2 separate regions of the Mus musculus genome follow, and region 1 is linked to region 2. The links are chromatin contacts, called in public HiChIP or PLAC-seq maps. All regions are on one chromosome and are shown on one strand. The core of a region is the stretch at or near the end of the contact, and the rest is flanking DNA. Distances in the headings are between cores, read along the strand shown. Region 1 overlaps Dst (dystonin). Region 2 holds the start of Rab23 (RAB23, member RAS oncogene family).

The links. HiChIP or PLAC-seq counts read pairs in DNA pulled down with a chosen protein or histone mark.
Region 1: a CTCF HiChIP or PLAC-seq map of the NIH/3T3 cell line shows a contact between it and region 2, with 13 read pairs. The contact joins the enhancer-like site here to the promoter of Rab23 in region 2. A contact is called at or near these places in 1 of 39 promoter capture datasets (cranial neural crest), 2 of 15 datasets of contacts at CTCF or cohesin (the NIH/3T3 cell line and large pre-B cells), 8 of 484 Hi-C or Micro-C datasets (the Ba/F3 cell line, the G1E-ER4 cell line, Sertoli cells and 4 more), 2 of 115 datasets of contacts at active chromatin or transcription factors (bone marrow-derived macrophages and embryonic hindbrain) and 1 of 9 other capture datasets (adipose tissue).

The regions. Positions count from the first base shown.
Region 1 is chr1:33,967,817-33,973,101 of GRCm38.p6, forward strand. It overlaps Dst (dystonin), which reads left to right. Exons shown (of 103, transcript NM_001276764.1): 3 at 887-1,087. Among named protein-coding and RNA genes, the nearest start is that of Dst, 62 kb to the left of the region's middle. Within about 2 kb of position 1,970, at least 8 of the 459 cell types and tissues checked have an H3K27ac peak or open chromatin away from gene starts, as enhancers often do.
Region 2 is chr1:33,716,735-33,721,666 of GRCm38.p6, forward strand. Rab23 (RAB23, member RAS oncogene family) reads left to right here and starts at 3,162. Exons shown (of 8, transcript NM_008999.4): 1 at 3,162-3,439; 2 at 4,874-4,932. It overlaps Gm32229 (predicted gene, 32229), which reads right to left and starts at 3,112. Exons shown (of 4, transcript NR_157041.1): 1 at 3,046-3,112; 2 at 233-327.

The DNA of each region.
Region 1 (5,285 bases), core at 720-3,219, 250 kb after region 2:
AGCATTTGGACACAGGCGCATCACTCCCACGCTCACATCCTTGACCAGGCTACCTCTGCTTTAGCTCTGCATCTTCCCTTTGTTAGGATGTAATGATGCTCTGCATCCCTACGGACCCTCCCGAGAGATTCTGCTCTCAGGAATGCAGAGGGGTTCTTCATCCATCATCTCTGTTGATGTAGTAAATTAAGGACACAAACAGAAGTAAGTTTAAGGGAGTCAGGGCTTATTTGGTTTACAATTCCAGGTCATGGTCCGGTGTTGTAAGAATGTCAAGATACTAACTTGAGCAATCAAGTTACACCCACAGCCAGGAGCAGAGAGAGAAGGAATGCATGCATGGTTTCTTGTGCTCCATCTCTTTCCTCTTTCAGAGGCGCCAGGATTCAGACGTAGGGAATGGTGCTGCCCACTATGGGCGAACCTTCCCACCTCTATTACACCTCAATACATGCCCACAGCTAGAGATCTAGACAGCTCCTCATTAAGACTCAATTCCCAGGTGATTTTTAGATTGTGTTCTTGGCATTTAAAAGTAACCATCTGCCTGGTCTCGTGTTCTATGCCCCACCCTGTCCTCTGTATCATGTTTAGGCAGGTGTATTCACAACTCATCTGAACAATGCAGAAGCAGAGCAGAGTCCTCTTTCCTTTTTCATTCCTCCATCAACCTTCTTGATCTTAAGGTCATTTTTAATGTAGAAGTGCCCTCAGCCCTGCGGAAAATATTTTCATGTGTGTTGAACCACTTAGACTCACAAATGGGAATGTAGATGATTTCATTGACTAGGGGGGGGACTTGGGGAGCACACAGTTTAACTAACTCCAGGAAATATTTATACAAAAATGTGGAAATCTGAATTCCCGTGTGTGTTTCCTGCCACAGGGGTTCCGAGCAAGCCCCCGACACATCAGGAGGCGAGTTGCAGCGGCCGCAGCTGCCCGGCTTGAAGAAGTGAAGCCTGTGGTGGAAGTCCATCATCAGAGTGAACAAGAGTCATCGGGGAGGAAGCGAAGGATCAAGAAAAACAGCCGGGTGCAGCCAGAATTCTATCACTCTGTTCAAGGTGCTTCCACCAGAAGGCCTGTAAGTAGAAAGCTGTCTTTTGTACAAGTGTTGAATAACAGTCAAACGGTGAAATTATCCCCTTAAATAAGTTTGGATAAATAGTTGAGCCATCCTGTTGTTCCCCCACAAAGTGACTGCGTGTTCACATAAAGGAAGGGTTGTGCTTTCCAAGAAGGTCTTAGGGAGGTCCTTGCCAGAGGCAGGAGCAGGCCAGCGTCACTCAGACTGATCTAAAAACCTAGGGAATTCCTAGCGCCCTTGAAGCTGTGGTCTAGAATGAGGATGGGAGCGCTAGAGTTAACAGGCTGGCAGGCTGAGGTGTGCTAAGACATCACAGCAACAATAGAGTCAGTATCAAGAGAGGGAAAGCATCCAAGACGGGCTGGAGCTGGAACCTGTGACGGTGGCTGAACCCCTCCCAGGAGTCTCTAGGGCTGGGACTCAGCTCAGGGTAACTCTGGAAGAGCTTCTAACTGGCCTTTCAGCTGTGAGACAGCAAAAGGCTCTGTCCCCCTAACTGTGCTGGTTTGAGTGAGAATGGCCCCTCGAGGCTCACATATTTGAATGCTTGCCCCTCCCCCATCGGTAGAACTGTTTGGGGAACATAGGAGGTGCTGCCTTGTTGCAAGAGGTGTCCCTCTCAGAATGGACTTCACTCAGCCCCCTCTCTCTGCCTAGTGGTTGTCATCTCAAGATGTGAGCTCTCAGCTTCTATTTCAGTGTCATGGCCACCTGCCTGCTGCTATGCTCCCTACAATGGTCAGAGACTCTAACCCTCTGGAGCCACGAGCCCCAGATTAGATGTTTCTTTTACAAGTTGTCTTGGTCCTGACGGTTTTTGTCATGGCTGTATAAAAGCAACTGAGACACTAGTCATGTGTTCACAGCACGGCTTTCCCTGGGGCGCCGGAGCTCAGCTGGGGTTGAGCCAGTCATTTTCTGAACACATTATTCTAAGTGCTCTGGTGTCCTCATCTCGGTGGCTTTTGGCACATGGATTTTTCTAACCAATACTGTGAATAAGGATTTGGGCCTTGAAAAATGCTATTTGAAAGCTTTAAAAATGTTATTTCTGAAACTGCCATGATGTTACATTGTTTTAGCATTAGAATTTAGCCTTATTCACCTGGTTTATCCTCATGCTATGCTTAGCCCATATTGCCATTTCCTGTGCTGACAGCCTAAGGGAACTGTCAAGATGTGACTTGATAATCCCTCTGCATTCCATTGGGGTCACTGGGTGGCAGGTCACATGTGGAAATAGGTTTAGTGACGAGGCCAGCAGAAGGGTCCTATTTCTAATGAATTGTTTGCAACAGAGCTACTTAATGACAAAGACCTGTGATTGGTGTTTACAACAGGAAGTGCTAGGCAGGGATGATGTGGTCAGGGGGAGGAGAGGAAGGGGCATAGAGAGCTGTCGATAATTTACGTGGGGTTTTGCATAGGTGACCTTAGGAAGATTAAACACGCAGCCAGCGTGAGCAGCAGTGCAGGCTGGGACAGGTCAGCGACTACTGCAGTACTCTAGGTGTCAGGCCTCAGTTCCACCATCTCTTCCTCGAAGAAGGGAATCTGAGGATGGTGTGTATGCTTCGGAGCCGGGGATGCACACTCCCTCATCTGATTGCATCTCCAGTGAGTCTTCTGGGAGGCCGGAAATTGTCAGTCAGCAGGGAGGAGGCTCCTCGTGTCATATGATTTCTGGGCAAACTTTTGACATCGGCAGGCTGCTGATAATGGGATGTTGCCTGTGGACTGAATGATGTATGTCCTTTGATGGGTTTAGTTGTCTGCCTTCACCAGTACCTGCTGTAGCCAGTCCATTCAACACAGGTCCAGACCTGTTCTTTTTCTCACCTCTGCTCGCATATAGTCAGTGCTGTCACACCTTGCTAGAAGAACTCTCCCTGTGGCTTGGAGATGGGCTGAGATGACATCAGCCGGAGAGACCCAGGATTATTTGAATGGCCTTCTGCAAGCTACTTCTGGCATTTCTAGTCACAGTTATTTATTTATTTTATATATATATATTTTTTAAAGATTTATTTATTTATTTTATGTATATGAGTACACCACCTTTACTCTCTTCAGACACACCAGAAGAGTGCATCAGATCTCATTACAGATGGCTGTGAGCCACCATGTGGTTGCTGGGAATTGAACTCAGGACCTCTGGAAGAGCTGTCGGTGCTCTTAATCACTGAGCCATCTCTCCAGCCCTATTTATTTTTTTATACTCCAAAACAAGACTTGCAAGTAAGAAAGGCCGGCAGCGTGACAGCAGAGAAGAATTAGAGAATATGACAGTAGCTGAGGCTGTTGTAGCTCTGTGGTAAAGTGCTCGCCTGACTTTTGAATGGCTGTGGGTTCAATTCCCTAGCATGGAAGGAGGAGACAAGGAAAACAATGACTGAACCACTTTAGCCAGCTTGCATCATGGTGGCATGTCATGTGGTATGCGTTCAGGGCTTTAGGCTATAACATACTCATCCTGAATTCATAATTCATACTCTAGTATGCCTATAAGATGTGTGATGGGTTTCACTAATAGAAACTTAATCAATAATACATACACTTATTATGGCACTCCTTGGGGAATTAGCTGTCTCTAGAGCTGAGTCGATAGGCAACCAGTTTATCCTAATTTTCTCTCAGTAAATGTGTCTTGAGATTGGTTGTCTGTCTTACGGTCTGTCACTGGCATATCTAGAAATCTCGAACCACATTGGAGCAGGGAAGGCAGATCTAGCTCCTCCCTTGGGCTTTAATACTTTGGACAGTACAAAATACTTTTGTGTTTCTGAATCCTAGAGTTCTTAAATACTGCATTAGTCACTCTCTCTGCTGCTGCGACTGCCATATCCAATAGAAACAAGAGAGGAGGCTGTATTTTGTTTCCTGGTGTCAGAAGGTTATTCTCTATTACTTCGAGGTGCAGAGCCTCCCAGTTATTGATGATAGGAATGTGCTGATGCAGCTCAGATAGGAAGGAGTGCAGGCTGGAGCCAGGGCAGGCAGCACCTTCAAAGACCAGTCCCCAGTGAGGCCTGTCCTCTAGCCAGGCTCTGCCTCCATCACCTCACAGCCTTCAGACAGTGTCACAGACAAGGCACTGTGCTTTCAGGGTAGGAGACCACGGAGGGCGTTCCAGATTCAAACTTTAGCAGCTTTCATTGTTGTAATGGGAAGACCTCTCCACATTTGCCTCCGAGTTCCTGGGCTGTGCTCCCCCCTCACCCTTCCCTCCATGCTCCTCTCTGCTGTGCTCCCTCTCTCCTGTGCTTCTCTCTGTTTTGTGTCTCCTTTAATTACCCTCAGAGACCTGGGGCAAGGCTCAGTGTCCAGAAGAGGATTAGTGTGTCTGGTGGAAAGCAGGAGCTGACATTCAAACCCAGATCCTCTGAACTTGAGAGGGTTGAGACAAAAATAGGAGAAACTGTGCACGTTCACGTTTCTAATCTGCCCCCTGGATGTTTTAACCACACCGAGTCTCAGTGGTCCTTCCTGTACAGATGGCAGGTACTGTATAAATGAAACCTTTGGGTTTTAAATAGCATAAATCAGCCTGGAGGTGGTGACGCATGCCTTTGATCACAGTGCCTTTAACCCCAACACTAAGGCAGCAGAGGCAGGCAGATCTCTGTGAGTTCGAGGACAACTTGGTCTACAGAGTGAGTTCAAGGAGAGCCAGGACTATACACAGAAGAAACAAAACAACAGCAAAAAACCAAGAGCAATCACATCCGTTAAAACCTATATTTAAATGGTTGTGAAAGGTAAATAAACCCTAACCCTTATTTTTACTGTGTATACTTATTATTGGCTTGAACTTCCTGTGTCAGGGAAATAGGGACCTTTGTTCTAATGTCTGTTCACATGGATCCGTGTGTCACATGGATCAGTGCGTGTGTGTGTGTGTGTGTGTGTGTGTGTGTGTGTGTGTGTGTGTGATAGCTGTCAGGCATTGGGACATAACGGTTCTAGAATGATTTAAAAGAACAGAACAGAAACAGTGTATCAATTTCTGTTCTATTTCTGAGATCCGACTTCTTTTCAGTGTCACTGCAGGGTTGCCTCCATTTCTCTGTGGCTTAGAATTAGACCCCTGTGCCTATTAGCTGCAAATGTACCCGCATTGTTGGTTGTCTAAGTGGTATCTAAGTGGTAGCTTTTCTCCTCCATTGTCAGGAATAGCAGCCTGGAGCTCCTGGCT
Region 2 (4,932 bases), core at 1,912-4,411:
AAAAAAAACAAAAAAACAAAAAAACAAAAAAAAACAAAACAACAACAAAAAGAGATGCTTGACCAGCCAACATCTAGACTGCAACCAGATCTCTGGGCCCATTCATCAGCATCTGAAATACACGGTAGACAAAAATCTTCCCCTAGCAATGTCCCACAATACTGTCGTAGTCTCTTTCTGTTGCTGTGATAAAATACATGGGCAGGAGCAACTTAAAGGAGATGAGGCTTACTTTTGGCTCACCGTTAAAGGTTATGCTCCATCATGGTGGCGAAATCAAAGGCAGGAGCTTGAAGCCACTGGTGCAGTGCATCCACCATCTGGAACCTGGAACATAGAGTAGAAAATGCTACATGCTGTGCCATGCCCTTCTCTATTTATATAGCCCAAATGTCCAGCCAGGGAATACCACTGCCCACAGTGGAAGGCGTTTCTCAGCTCATCAATGTCATCAAGATAATCCCTCACAGATGTGCCCAGAGGCCCATCCCAGGCAATTAGATTCTGTCAAGTTGACAACACCAACCACCACACTGCCCTTTCCTCAGCCCCTTACCCACTTAATGCCTATCTATATTAACACTTTTTCTTAGTAAACTCTAATTTTTTTTCGTAAGAAGCTAACAACTTGCAAACAAAATGAAGGCTAAACTTAGTGGTGACTTGACATTTGTGTCTCAAACACGATCTTTATCATGGATCAGTAACCTCTAATTTTTAAATCTGAAATTTTTCATTTTAAAATTACTATATATGACAAATAATTCTCACACAGTGGATGAGATCAGTGCTTGGGCAGCTGCTATTGCAGAAAGGTAGAACGCTTGGCCAGCATGAATGAGGCCCTGGGTTTATAGAAAGGATAGTTGGAACATTCATAAATACACAATGGAGATTACCTTTCCAGAACCTGAAAAGAAAGCCCTTGCTGGTCACAATTCTTTGCACATCACATAACTAATATGTTAGCTTCCAGCATCTCAGTCTCTCTGTTTTGTTCTCTATAGTGAAAAATTCCAGGATGTCCTATAGGACCAGAGGATGAAGGGGTCCAGTCTGGGCACATGGCCCAGAGGGAACTTAACAGCTAGCTAACTGCTATGAGCCCAAGCCAAGGCTCTTCCACATTCCTGAAGGAAATCTGAAACCATGACTCAAGACCCTAGCACTCTAATGCCCACAATTCTGATTAAGATGTGCTTGAAGGGCTGGTGAGATGGCTCAGTGGGTAAGAGCACCCGACTGCTCTTCCAAAGGTCCAGAGTTCAAATCCCAGCAACCACATGGTGGCTCACAACCATCCGTAATGAGATCTGACTCCCTCTTCTGGAGTGTGTGAAGACAGCTACAGTGTATTTACATAAAATAATAAATAAATCTTTAAAAAAAAAAAAAAAAAAAAAAAGATGTGCTTGAAGCAACAAGTGGTTCATATAGACCCTCTTAGCTATGGCTAATGTAGGTTTTCAAATTTTCATTTTAAAATGCTCTTGACAGTCGGGCAGTGGTGGTGCACGCCTTTAATCCCAGCACTTGGGAGGCAGAGGCAGGCAGATTTCTGAGTTCGAGGCCAGCCTGGTCTACAGAGTGAGTTCCAGGATACCTAGGGCTACACAGAGAAACCCTGTCTCGAAAAACTAACTAACTAAATAAATAAATAAAATAATTTTAGAAAATGCTCTTGACTTGTAGGTCCCTACTCTTGTGTAGCTCGGCTGCTAATTGTGGGTCATATCCTAGGACCAGGCTTTTTTTCCCCCATCTGCTATGACTGCACAAAACCTTTAAGTCAGAGAACTTAAAAAAAAAAAAAAAAGATTTATTTTATGTGTGAGAGTACACTGTCACTGTCTTCAGACACACCAGAAGAGAGTTTCAGATCCCATTACAGATGGTTGTGAGCCACCACGTGGTTGCTGGGAATTGAACTCAGGACTTCTGGAAGAAGAGTCAGTACTCTTAACCACTGAGCCATCTCTCCAGCTCCACTCAGAGAACTTTCAGTGTCAAGAGTTTTGAGCAACAACGGAAATGAACTGAACGCTTGGCATGATGACACAGCCTTGTAATTTCAGCACTGAAGAGATTGACACAGCAGGGTGGTGAGTTGAAATTCAGCCTTAGCTGCACTTGGCCAGTCTTGGATAAATAACCAGACTTTGCCTTGAAAAACAAAAACCAAACGCCAAGCCAAACAAAAACAAAAAAACAAACCCCAAACTAAAAAGGAAGGAGAAAACAATGGGTTTGGCATGCAGTGTGTGCTTTTGTGTACAGCACTTTGTTTTAACCTTAAGCTTCTGTCATTGTGTGTTGTTAATGCTTACAGCTGCAGAGGCTCCTTTTCATGGCTGTGTAGTGGTTCCATTACACAACGGAGAGGTATTAGTTCATTGACATCTTTTGGGTTATTTCCATTTGGAGAGTATTAGGACAGATGCAGCTATGGGTGTCCTGACATCTGTTTGCCTGTATATCATAAGGACAGTTCCTATCAGCTGTGTGACCAAGGAATGGGTGGATCACAGGGTGCACAAATGTAACAAACTCTCCTTCTCGTTCAAAGGAGTTGCTCCAGCACACAAATTCAGCTAATTCACATTCTTTTCAACACTTGGTATTTTATATCACCCTCCCCTGTTTTATTTTGATGCATACAGAAACAACCAACGTTTATGTATTTTGAGACATAGTTTATTGTAGTTCAGGCTGGCCTTGAAATCCTGATCTTCATGCCACACCATCTTTCCAAGTACTAGGATCACACACGTGTGTTTCCACGCCGCGTTTGAAGCGAGTTTGCTTTTTTGCAGGACCTTTTTAAATTTGTGGGTTAGTTTTCTGAGTTGTTAGCCATCACGGTCTTCTATTTTGTTCAGTCATACCCTGCAAACAAATTATTTGTCTTCATTCATCACTTTTTTTTTCACACTTCAGTGCTACCACGTGAGTCTCAGGTGGTGACAGACTTCTGAGGCCCCCGGATACCTGACCCTGTGTAGGGAAACAAGGCACACCTTCAGTAGGTTAGCACATCCTGCTCACCTTGGTCTCCTTGGGTACCAAGGCCTGATGCTGTGCAAACCCAGCCCGCGCCTTCCCTGCCAGCGCAGGGCGGGGCCGGTGCTGAGCATGCGCAGACCAGGTGGCGCATGCTCCTCAGCGCGGCGGGCGGGAGTCCGGCGCGCCCTCCATCCCCGGCGGCGTCGGCAAGGAGTAGCTCGGTGAACCCGGATACTAATAAAGTTCGCTAGAGACTCATAATCGTTCTGAAAGAGCGGAGCGGGTACGAGGCGTCCGCGGGGAGGAGCCGGGCTCGGTGCTGCGGGCTGTGCGTTCCGGGCTCGGTGTTGCGGACTGTGCGTTCCGGGCTCAGCGCTGCGGGTTGTGCGTTCCGGGCTGCGGGCTCCGCGCTGAGGGTTCCGGGCTGCGGGCAGAGGTGAGTGCGGCCTGCGCGGCCTCGGCTCGGGGCTGCGGTGCCGCCGGGATGTCGCTGTGGGCGCGGACGGCGGCTGCGGGCGGCGCTCTGCTCTCGCGTCCTCGTGGGGACCGCTCCGCGCCGACGACCCCGGCCGCGGCTCGCTCACCAACCGCCGTGGCTTCCCAGGAGCGGGAACCCGAGAGTGGGAGAACTTGATGCGGGTGCGGCGCGGCGCGGGACGCACAGGGCTGCGCGACTCCGCCTGGGACGATCCCAGTGCCTTCTGTAACGGGCGGGTTGCTGTAGGAAAAAACAAACCCGGCAAGCCTTTCTTTAGCAAGTTGACCCATCCTTTCCTTTGCCTACGCGAGAGTCTGCATTGGTTGCCAAGGGATTTGAAACCGAGAAGAGAGGACATTGATAATTACTGTCGGTTTTTAATTATATGTAGCATTGTGCTTTTCAAAGAACATACTTATTTTTTGCATTTTTTTTTTCTTAAAAGCATGTGTGATTTGGGATAGGCTCTCCCTGTGATGGCATGGCTGGCTTGGAACTTGTGTAGACAGGCTGGCCTCAAACTCAGAGCCTCTTCCCCCTGAAGGCTGGGATGCAGTGTTGTAACTAGTTTCTGAGAATCTTAACAGTAATTCCCGACGCTACGATCTGCTTTCACATCTTTGTTTAAATTTTATTTTTTAACTTCCATATGGTAAAAAAAAAAACCCAAATAACCATTTGGAGAGTTTTAGATTCATATATCTGGTCAGGATATGAAACCAGTCCTGCTACCTGTTAAAACCTCATGTTGTCTCTTTATATCTTACCTCTTATTCCTGATTCCTAGAAATCACTGTTTTCAGAATGCCATTTTAGTGTAACAGTTTGAGATGTTGATAACTGTCTTCCATGACTATATATAAACACCTTTGAGATTCAAGATGCGGCCCTGTTGGTTATTGGGGGGACAGGCTCTTCATATCTTTTTGAGACAAGATCTCAGGTGGTCCAGGCTAGCCTCAGACTTGCTCCAGTAGCAAGGATAATCATGACCTTAGGATTCTTCTGCCTCTACCTCCCTAGTGCTGGGATGACAGACATGTGCCGTCATGCCAGGTGTGTGTGTGTGTGTGTGTGTGTGTGCGCCGCGGGCTGCTAGGCATGGCGTCCGGGGCCTTGTGGAGCTAGACAAACAGTGTACCAATTAAGCCACATTATCTGTTCCACAGTTTCCTGTGTGGATAGCCCTTTTCTCCTTCTACTCCCTGTTTAATTAGGTAGATGTGCTAAACATAGCCAATTATATTATCCGCCCACTGAAGGGCATTTGGGGAGTTTTCAGTTTTATATGATTATGAATTGAGTTGTTATAGGTCTGGGGAGATGGCTTATTTTGTTGTTGATACTATTGAGGGTTTTTTGTTTTGTTTTGTTTTTGAACGTTAATTGTAGGGTGAAGAATTGTTTAGATTGAGAAGAGGAAGTCGACTTCCCAAAACTGAGCCAGTGTG